Regions from separate parts of the Bos taurus genome. Here region 1 is linked to region 2. The links are chromatin contacts, called in public Hi-C maps. All regions are on one chromosome and are shown on one strand. Each heading gives the region's core, a stretch centred on a gene start, on an enhancer-like site or on the middle of the called end of the contact. The rest is flanking DNA. Distances are from core to core; before and after follow the strand shown. Region 1 has its middle 160 kb from the start of TRNAG-CCC. Region 2 has its middle 240 kb from the start of TRNAG-CCC.

Evidence for each region. A called contact is a pair of places that touch in the nucleus more often than the background predicts.
Region 1: a Hi-C map of skeletal muscle shows a contact between it and region 2, with 5 times the contacts expected there. The contact joins two enhancer-like sites. A contact is called at or near these places in 2 of 11 Hi-C or Micro-C datasets (liver and skeletal muscle).

Annotation. Positions count from the first base shown.
Region 1 is chr14:12,361,895-12,367,299 of ARS-UCD2.0, reverse strand. No RefSeq gene overlaps it. Among named protein-coding and RNA genes, the nearest start is that of TRNAG-CCC, 160 kb to the left of the region's middle. Within about 2 kb of position 2,884, at least 31 of the 102 cell types and tissues checked have an H3K27ac peak or open chromatin away from gene starts, as enhancers often do. A contact at or near this core is called in liver and skeletal muscle, where this site is marked.
Region 2 is chr14:12,279,655-12,285,107 of ARS-UCD2.0, reverse strand. No RefSeq gene overlaps it. Among named protein-coding and RNA genes, the nearest start is that of TRNAG-CCC, 240 kb to the left of the region's middle. Within about 2 kb of position 3,352, at least 47 of the 102 cell types and tissues checked have an H3K27ac peak or open chromatin away from gene starts, as enhancers often do. A contact at or near this core is called in liver and skeletal muscle, where this site is marked.

The DNA.
Region 1 (5,405 bases), core at 1,635-4,134, 83 kb before region 2:
TCCCATTGTCCTCAGAGATGTTCTGTATGATTTTAGTCCTTCAAAATGTATCGAGACTTATTTTATGGCTCAGCATATGGTTGACCTGAAGGAATGTTGCCCATGCACTTGAAGGCATACCCTCCGGGTTTGGGGTGGGGGTGTTCCCTGGATGGTAGGGAACATCCTGTGTTCCCGGCTCTTGTGCAAGGTCCGGTTGTCTGACTGATGGACAAATGTCATCACACTGCGTGCTCTCAGGGGAGGGGAATGAGGGACCGACTGTCCATGTGGGTGAGAGAACATGGCCAGCCCCTGACCCCAGGAGGCAGACCTTATGCCAACTCGTCATCCACATAGCCCAAGTGAGAAAAAAAGGCCATGATTCTAAATAGACCTCTGAGGCCAAGAGAAAAGATCTTAGAGATTTGCTGGAGGGAAGGGAAATATCCCCGTGGACTTGAGGAGAGCTTGCTCTTCCTGCCTGCTCTCTTGTGCATTCAGCAAACACTTATCAGAGACTTGCTCTTCCTAGTTGCAGTGCAGTGATGCCTAGCAGGGCAAGGGGCATCATGGGAAAAGGCTGTACATATCAGAATAGAGTCATTCTTGCTTTGTTTGTCTCTCCTCTTAGTTACGCACATCCACAGGCAAAGCAGGAGGGTTTCCATCAGGAAGCTGAAAGGTGGGGCAACATACTGCTATCTGGAAACCTATGAGAAACCTTCAGGGAATTATGTCTTGAAGCACAAGGGACTCATGCATTCCTAAGGACTGGTCCTTCCAGGTTCAGAGAGTTTTGGAATTTTTTCTTTTCTTTTTTTTTTTTTTTGGTGCCTTGGACCCTTTTGGGAGAAGGCAATGGCATCCCACTCCAGTACTCTTGCCTGGAAAATCCCATGGACAGAAGAGCCTGGTAGGCTGCAGTCCATGGGGTCGATAAGAGTCAGACATGACTGAGTGACTTCACTTTCACTTTTCACTTGCACGCGTTGGAGAAGGAAATGGCAACCCACTCCAGTGTTCTTGCCTGGAGAATCCCAGGGACGGGGGAGCCTGGTGGGCTGCCATCTATGGGGTCGCACAGAGTCGGACACGACTGAAGTGACTTAGCAGGGGCAGCAGCAGGACCCTTTTGACTTTTCAGAATAATGCTTTCAAAATGCATATTAAAATGCATATTATAGAACACTCAGGATTACAAAGGAAAGCAATTACGTTGAAACACAGTTCTATGCGTGGACCTCCGTGTCCCTCCCCGGGAGAGGGGGCCCAGCTTTTAGGAAAGGGTGGCAGGATTCTTGGTTGACAAGAAACATAGTGCCTCCCCAGGTTGGTAACTCTATGTTTATGGAACTGATTACCTCTGAGGCAGGCAGGATGGGAGGTTTTGCTTTCAAATAGGTTTGGGGAATACTGGAGTGGGTAGCTGTTCCCTTCTCCAGGGGATCTTCCCAACTCAGGGATCGAACCCAGGTCTCCTGCATTCCAGGCAGAGCCACCAGGGAAGTCCAAGAATACTGGAGTGGGTAGCCTATCCCTTCTCTAGTGGATCTTCCCGACCCAGGAATCGAACCAGGGTTTCTTGCATTGCAGGTGGATTCTTTGCTGACTGAGCTATCAGGGAGGCCTTACAGAAGACTGTCTTCACCTGCCTTTGGTGAGTTCAATGTTTCTATTTCTTTGCACTCCAGACTGAGTGTCTTAACTTCTAGAAATAAGCCAGATTGCCTCAGCTGAGTTTTCTACCTATTACATTTCCTTGGTTGTTCCCTGAATGGAGGGAGGGTAATGAACTGGCAAGAGAATGAATGGGTGAGGTTGAAGGCTGACTGTGCTGGGATGGAGGAAGGCCTGGGGCTGGGTGATCAGAGAATATGTTTTTGGGATAGACTTTGTTGTCACCTGATGCAACTCTAGGTGGGTGTGCACTAAAAAGAGAGTGTAGCCCAGGAGAGTGGAGTGACTCTTTATTATTTATTTTATTTCATTTTGGAGGGGGGGGCGGTGACTCCTGATGGGAGCTGAAGAGAAGCCTGAGGTTCAGAGAAGACCCATGCTGTAGTCGGGTAGGTGGCAGAGGCTGTGTGCCTCATGAGAACCAGATGCCAGTTAGGAAGGAACTATTGGCAGCCATTTTGCTTATATCCCTCATTCCCACCACTACTCTAGAACCCAGGAATCTGCATTAATTAACAGACACTGAACATACTTAATCCAAGGTCAACCAGCTCCAGCGAGAAGCGGTAGAGCTAAGATCAGATTCCACACAGTCCCAGAATCTGAGATCTTTGTTTCCATGACCCCGTGCCCAGCTGCCCCTCTTTAGCACAGAGGCCATGGGTGTACCTCCTGGGATCAGGTTGCCTGGGGTCAAATTCCAGCTCCACTGTGGAATAGCTCAAGGATCCATGGCAAACTCTTGACCCTCATCTGTAAAATGGGATGATTTTAGTACTTTCTTTATGGACTTTTCTTTTTATACTTTTTTTTTTTTTTTTTGCCATGCTGAGCTGCATATGGGGTTTTAATTCCCTGACCAAAGGTTAACCCCTGCCCCCCTGCTGTAGAAGTGCAGAGTCCTAACCACTAGACTGCCAGGGAAGTCCCAAGGACTTCTCTTGATGATCTAAGAGATAGTGCATGTACAGCTTCTGAGACCTCCCAAGTCTGTCATGCACATGTTCCATAAATGCTGGCATGTGATTATTACCAGCCCAGCAGGACAGGGAAGCTGTTAGCGGGCCCCTGGGGTGTGACTCGTCCTCTGTTTACTCCTCTGACTGTCCTAACTGGCAGGCGTTCGTGAACTTGTTTTTTTGGTACGAAGGTTGCCCTGGTGTTCTGGAGTGACCCGGCAGGGCTGAGATGATTATACAACTCTACGTGCCAGGCCAAGTTCAGCACTCGCCTTGGCAGCCTGCTAAGCCAGTGCCGCTTGGATAGAGCCACTACCGTTCAGCCTGCTCGCTCACTCTGGAAAGCTTGACCTTTGCTCAGAATCGCCTTCCAACCCCCACGTCATCCAGCAGGCTCGTTCACCCGCTCCTCCCCTGCACGCACGCACGTGGCCTTTTTCCCATCCAGGGAGATAACAGGGACTCCAGTGTCCCCCAGACTCAGATTCTTCCTTCATCTCTTTTTCTCTTCTACTGAATGTCCCCTGGGGTGTGTCTCATACACTAGAGGAGTATCATAAAGATGTGAAAAGGTTTTGAAGAACAAAGGTTGTAGCATCCAACAGCCTGGGTCTAATCCTAGCTGTGGACTCAGCACGGCACAGAGCGACTGCTTATACTTGAGATTTTTTTGTGGCATATTGTGTAATATTACATACATATATATATATATATAAAATAACTTCTCATCAGGTTATAAAGATTAAATAGTTAAATAGGATAGCCTGTGAAAACATATTGCCAGCACTCAATGCTAACCATTATTTGTTATTCGTTGTTCGGTCACTCTTGTGTGATTCTTTGTGACCCCATGAATGGCAGCCCACCAGGCTTCCCTGTCCTTAACTATCTCCAGAGTTTGCTCAAACTCATATATATTGAGTCGGTGATGCCATCCAGCCATCTCATCCTCTGTAGCCCCCTTCTCCTGTTGCCTTCAATCTTTCCCAGCATCAGGGTCTTTTCCAATTAGTCGGCTCTTTGTATCAGGTGGCCAAAGTATTGGAGCTTCAGCATCAGTCTTTCTGGTGAATATTCAGGGCTGATTTCCTTGTGGTTTGATCTCCAAATGTGACCATTATTCACAGTCATAGAGAAAACTTGGGATGTATCTTCAATCAAGACTTTGTGACCTCAGGGTCTCAGTTTCACAACCTCAAGCAGGACTGCTCATGGCCACCCTGGTGTGAGTATCAGGATATAAAAGGGGTGAAGAAGCTGGGCCTTCCCAGGGTCAAGAATTGGACAGAGCTCTGTTCCTCTCTGTGCACCAGGTGCCTGAGCTTAAACCTGGAAGAACCATCTACCTCCATTTTCACCCCTTCACCTGTTAAGGTAGGAAGTTGGGCTCAGCAAACCCTCCCAGCACCATGGGGGCTGCAAACTCTCTGGCTGAGAATGTCCAGCTGGTGGTCAGCCCCTCTCCTGTGTGGAATTTTCTCCCCTACCCCCTTTCAACACCCACTTCTAGCACCTTCTGAAACCAGTCATACTCTTAAACTAAGGCACTTGGCCCCCAAGAATTTCCAGCTCCCTGAAGCTCATCCGCTCCCCCAGGCAGGAGTCTCAGGTTTTCCTCTGGCTAGCACGGCCCACCTCCCCAGGGTCTTTTGTAACTTTTGCACAGCCTATCCCTTGCTCTCCATACAAACTTCCATACCCTCTCTGGGACCTTGTTTTTTCTGCTCCTTGTTGCCCAGGGCACTCCATCTCTGATGGTTGAAATGCCGCTCAGTCCAAATCCGTCCTCCACTGAGCTTTTCCCATTGGCTCCAGCTGGAACAGTATATGTATTTTTAAACTTTCAAATCTCTCTCTTTTTTGTTCTTCTGATTTTGCGTATTTCAGTTATGCTTTAGCACCTTAAGGAAAACATCTCACCCCCACAATGACTAAGCAGCTGAGAAAATGGAAAGAACACGGCTTCTCTCTATACCTCTGTGCTCTCATCTGGAAAATGGAGATAAACATGGTAAATAACCAACTGTCTTAAGGATTGTTTTAAGGCTTCAAAGGGGCTCTTGACATGAATACTTTCCACCTCTTGGATCTGCACATTTTAAAGGATCAATGAATGAATGAACGAGTGAAAGCCTTCACTGTTTTACCTCTGATTGTCAAAGAAAGATAAGCTTTTGCTAAAACCCTAGGAATTCTGCACCAGTAACCTGCAAACTTAGGGCTTACCTGGTGACTCAGTGGTAAAGAATCATCTGCCAGGCAGGAGACTTGGGTTCTATCCCTGGGTCAGGAAGATGCCCTGGAGAAGGAAATGGCAACCCACTCCAGTCTTCTTCTTGGGAAATCACATGGACAGAGCAGCCTGGCAGGCTACAGTCCATGGGGTCACAAAAGAGTCGGAACAATTTAGAGACTGAACAAAAACAACAACTTGCAGGCTTAGGTTCTGGGTTAGACGCTTATACCCCTGTGATTAAGGCATGAGCCAAACATTCCTGCAGAGCAGTGACATCATCTAGGATGGAGGTCAGTGAACTATGACCTCTGGACAACATCCAACCCATTACACTTTTGTATGAAGCCCACAAACTAAGAATGGGCTCTGCATTTTAAATGATTTTTGCCTTTAAAATGTTATGTCTCTGAATGTACATTTTAAAAGGAAATTAGGTTAAATGGAAATGTAAACATCTCTACATCTTTTGAATTAAAAAAATCAAAAGAAAACTATTTCATAACACGTGGAAATTGGAGGAAATTCAGACTTTGGTGTCTATAAATAAAGTT
Region 2 (5,453 bases), core at 2,103-4,602:
TCAGTGAACATTGTGGTACATGTGTCTTTTCTTTTTTTTTTTAAATTTTATTTAATTTAACTTTACAATATTGTATTGGTTTTGCCGTATATCAAAATGAATCTGCCACAGGTATACACGTGTTCCCCATCCTGAACCCTCCTCCCTTCTCCCTCCCCATACCATCCCTCTGGGTTGTCCCAGTGCACCAGCCCCAAGCATCCAGTATCGTGCATCGAACCTGAACTGGTGACTCGTTTCATACATGATATTATACATATTTCAATGCCATTCTCCCAAATCATCCCACCCTCTCCCTCTCCCACAGAGTCCAAAAGACTGTTCTATACATCAGTGTCTCTTTTGCTGTCTCGTATACAGGGTTATTGTTACCATTTTTCTAAATTCCATATATATGCATTAGCATATGTGTCTTTTAGAATTGTGTTTTTCTCAGGGTATATGCCCAGTAGTGGGCTTGCTGGGAGCTCTTTAACATGGTTAATATCTAAATGGTGATATTAGTGTTAATGTACCTTTTGGGTACACAGTTTTGGAGAAGGTTATTAACTGGGCTCCATCCAAATAGTCTGAGGGTTGTTGAGGGTGTGACAAAGGCTCCATGGGGTTGGAGAGTTCCCCACTCACCTCCCTCAGGACGTTTAGTGTGGAATCTGATTCTAAGTAGTTTCCTAATTGCTGTACATTGACATACTTCAGTTGTCTGTATTCTTGTTGACCATCTATTTATTCATTCGCTTATTAATCAAAATGTTTTGAGGTGGTTTGATTTGCCAGGCACTGTGCTATGTGCTGTATTGATATGGACACAAAAGAGGAAGCCATTGGTTGTCCTTAGAGCTGCAGCAGGAACAGACTTTCAACAGAGGGAATACTTGAGAAAGGTTTCAAAGTAGGAATAGGAGTTTGCCTCCCCACCCCAAAAAAAGGTAGGGGAAGAACATTTCATGAGGGGAAGCACCATTAATCAATGTTGGAAATACAGGATGAGAAGGTAAGATTTTGGGTGATGAAAGAAAGTCGTAGCCTGGACTGATTGACTCAAGTTGTTCCTTATGGACAAAATCACAAATATTGATTAGAGAAAGATTTCCTTTTGTTCTATCTAATTGACTTCCAATGGGCCACTGATTTACTCAAGAAAGATTTACTCAGCAACTACTACATTCTTTGCATTGCGGTGGTGCTAGGAATATGATGTTGACCACTTCCTTTTGGCCACTTCCCCAACGGCTCAGTAAATAGTATTAAAGTTTAACTTGGCAGTGATCACCCTTTTCTTTCGCCCATGACAAAGCATCTTTCTATTTAAGGGGCATCTACTGTGAGAATGGCATGAGTTTTTATGTTCTGGACAATGTAAGGGAGAATTTCAAACAGTTTTATTGCCTTTTCAAACTACAAATTTAGATGTCAGTGTAACTCATTGTTATATCTATTGACAGTACATCGATATGATCAAACCTGATCTTGTGATAGACAACTTATAAATACCTTAATAAAGTTTATAACCATGCCTCTGAATGCCATCACTTTTTTCAGCACCACCCCCCTCCACTTTTTTTCCCCCGCTAGGGAGAAATGACTTGGTTACACAATGAGTTTTATAGAGTGGCAGGAGAAACACAGTGGCTGGTGCCCAGGCTGGTGCATTCTGATGCCTCCACAAATAAAACACCCACGTCACACAGTCAGTCCAGAACCAAAACAACAGTGGGATCTGTCCTGAGGTCAGCGTTATTGCAATCCAGCTTCCTAACCCCTCCTACCTCCACCGCCTCCTCCCCACTCCAGAGGTTAAAGGACAACTAGCTCAGTTCTTGACATCCTGCCTTTGGTCTCTCTTAGCTTGGTTGCCTCAGAGAAGGAAATGGGAACCCACTCCAGTGTTCTTGCCTGGAGAATCCCAAGGACGGCGGAGATGTCTATGGGGCTGCCATCTATAGGGTCGCACAGAGTCGGACACGACTGATGTGACTTAGCAGCAGCAGCAGCAGCATCTTGGTTGCCTGGTGTCTTCCCACCTGTCAGTCTTCCAAGAAGAGATGCTTCGCCTCCTTTAAAAAATCTTCTTTGAACAGCCCTTTCACTTGCTACTCCAAGTGTCTCTTTGGTTGACAAAACCACAAACCCAGATGGGTAATTAAGGATTGAGGGCATCAGTGGTTTGGGATTTCTTTCAGCTAATTGCTGTCCTATGTGAAAGATTGCGTCAGCTGTGACAGCTGGCCTGAATAATCATCCCTCTTTAGCAGTAAGTTTTCACCTTCTGTGTAGTGGGGGACTTTCAAGGCTGTTTTGACTGGTGATAAATCTGAAAAGGTATTATAGATATACCTCACTGGGTTGTTGTGAAAATTAAATAGGAGACAGCCATCAAGTTTTTGCCATCTGCCTCTTTACAGTAAGCATTTGATTTCAGTTAGGTATTTTTGTCTTCTAGAATCTGTGCATCCTGGACCCTCACACCCTGCACTCAACTCCGCTACTCTGTGTTGCTGATGGCACGAGGCCTGTGATGGCTTCCTTTTCTCTGTACTGGTTTTAGAGGTAGAAAGGAGGATGCTGGGATGTGGATATAGTTATTCAGAAGGCTCTGCCAAGCATTAGTTCTTTGCTGGCTGGGACAATGAGCTCTGGAACACGCTGCAAGGTCTAAATGGAATTTTGTTTTGGGTACAACGAGTTATGTTCTCATTTATACCAGAGTAACAAGGATTGCTACCTTGACTATCTAAACTGAGGTGGGAGGGGTGCATGGGCTGGGAGCAGAATGGGGAATTAGATATTCTTACATGTTGCTCTTTGGAGAAGGAAATGGCAACCCACTCCAGTGTTCTTGCTTGGAGAATCCCAGGGACAGGGGAGCCTGGTGGGCTGCCTTCTATGGGGTCGCACAGAGTTGGATACGACTGAAGCGACTTAGCAACAGCAGCAGCAGCAGCATATGTTGCTCTTAGAGTTCTTTGGAAATAAATAATTGTAGCGGGATTTCTTTTTTCTTTTTTTTTCCGGGCTCATATGGCCAAGTACAAACCCAGAGAAGGAGGAAGTTAGTTCATATTCTTGCTTTCTTCTAAGGGCAAACAGATCCACTGACCTGTTCCCAAGGGCTCGTTTTCCATCTCTGCTGGGCTCATCAAAGTGGACGGTGAGTCTACAAAGGCCGACGGGGAGAAATGCTGCTGAGAGCTTACCTTTCGGGTCCCTGCCTTTTTCTATGGAACGTGACCTGGGCTCTGCATCTGGTCCCCTGACCAGTGTGTTTGTAGCGGAGGCGGCCTGCTGGGCCATACAGGGGAGCTGCAGGGGGTGTCCAAGTTCACATGTCCCGCATTCCAGGCGAATGTTTTTGACATTGAGCAATAGCATAGCTCTGCCAGGTTTGGGTCTGTCGGATTGGAATGTAACCTAGAAGGAAAGTCCCGGAGTGATTCAAATGTTCACCTCCCGGCAACCTTTTTTTTTTTTTTTAAATTACTTTTAATTCTCCAATGACAAACTCAACCCAGCAGTCTCACTGGCCCGCAGCACTTGTTGGTGCTGATAAGTCCAGCTTCCCAAGAGATAGGAATGCAAATCCGAATATTTTGTTGAGTCATGTGTACTCTGCGGCTCTTTCCCAAACATTGCGTCAGACCCATCACTGGCAGCTCCCAGGACTCTGCTGGATGACATTGGAGGTCCAGGAAAAGCTCTGTTCATTTCTCGAAAAAATAAAAGGCCTCTCACTCTCTCCATCTAATGGGTTGTAACATCCTGTTCTTAAGAAAGCCGAACCCCTGGAGGGAGCAGAGGCGCAACTGGTTTTGTAGATAAGTTTGAAAAATAGGGCTCTTGGCTTTTCCCACCCACTCCTGTCTCTTAGCAACAGGACAGCTGATGGTATCCACCCAGGGGGGAAAAAAAAAAAACAAAACACAGAACATGTGGGGGAGCCTGTCTGCATTCTTGACTGCAGTCTGATTTATTTAAACCTTCCTGCATTCTTGGGTGTGGAGACCCAGGAGTCACGTCATGAAAGCATTCCCCTGCCCTTCTTGTGACCCTGCAAATGAGCGGATAGAGGACAATCTCAGAAGGAGATGGACATTCTTCCAAGGCAAGAATCGGCTTTATCTGGGGGCGGGCACTTCCTCTGATTTGGGGGAGTTGCCGTTTGAAAACTTGAGCACATTCATAGAGGGAGGTAGCCTGGGGTGTGGCTTTGGAGACAGCCCTGGACTGGTGGGATGGGAGTCCAGTGCCCTCAGCTCTTTCTACCTTGGGACCCCTGGCAGGAAAGCTCTGATGCTCTCCCTGTTGGCTTTCTCAACTGCAGAGTAAGGGCATTGAATGGACATTCTCTCAGGTAACTTCTAGCACTGAATCTATCATTTGAGTGTACACATGTGTGAGTGCACATTTATATAAACCTTCTGTTGTATCACGCACCCATCTGACTTTCTCTTTCTCTTGAGCTTTAGTGTTATTAAGTGTTAAGTGATAGAGCAAGAATGTGAGGCCAGGTCAAGCCAAGCCTGAAACCCATGTTTTCAATCACAGCCCTATACTTAGGTTATGCAGCCAGAGGTGCCATGCGGTTGGTATGTTATGTAATATCTTGTGACCTTTTTGTCTATATCTCTGAATCCATGGGAACAGAACTGGGATGTTGCAGAGGATTAGGCTTTCATGGTCAGAGGGATCTGGGTTCAGATTCCTGCTCCATCTCTTAATAGTTTTGTGGCCTTGGGATTCTTGACTCTGTGACACAAGAGTAACAAATCCTGTGTGACCAGGTTGCTCTGAGGATCAGGTAAAATAATGTCTTTAGAACACCTGGCCCAGTGCTTACTACATGGAAAGTGCTCAGTGAAAAGGGGATTGAGGTTGAAATATTGATTGATTATAGGTTTCTTGATGGTAGGAACTTAACTTTAATTATTATATAACCCCAGTATATTTTGTGGCACACAAGAGACAAATTATGTTTGCTGAGCCAAAGAGATCTCTCTCTCTCTCTTTATCACACACACACACACACACACACCCACCCAAAAATGATGAATTTTATGACTTCATGTTGCTGGAACTTTTTGGTAGGGCTCTGCATTTTAGAGCACTAAATCATAGCTAAGATAACCAATATGATTTAGTTGCAGTTGGCTGTTTATCACACAACTTGAATGTTCTTCAATCATTTTCAAATATGAGCAGTTGCTTTTCAAAGTACTTTTTAAAAAGCCGGATATTGTCAGGGTGTCTCTCTGTCTTTCTGTCTCTCTCTTGTTCTCTGTGTCTCCTTCTTTTCTACTGAGCTCTTCCTAGGTAGCAGGCACTGTGCCAGTTGTTTTCCATTCATTATTTCCACTTTACTTGTAACGACTCTGCCAAATAGGTTTTGTTATTCCCATTTCACAGCTGAGGATCTTGAAGCTCAGAAAGTGTGAGTCATCCACGACCACTGTTAA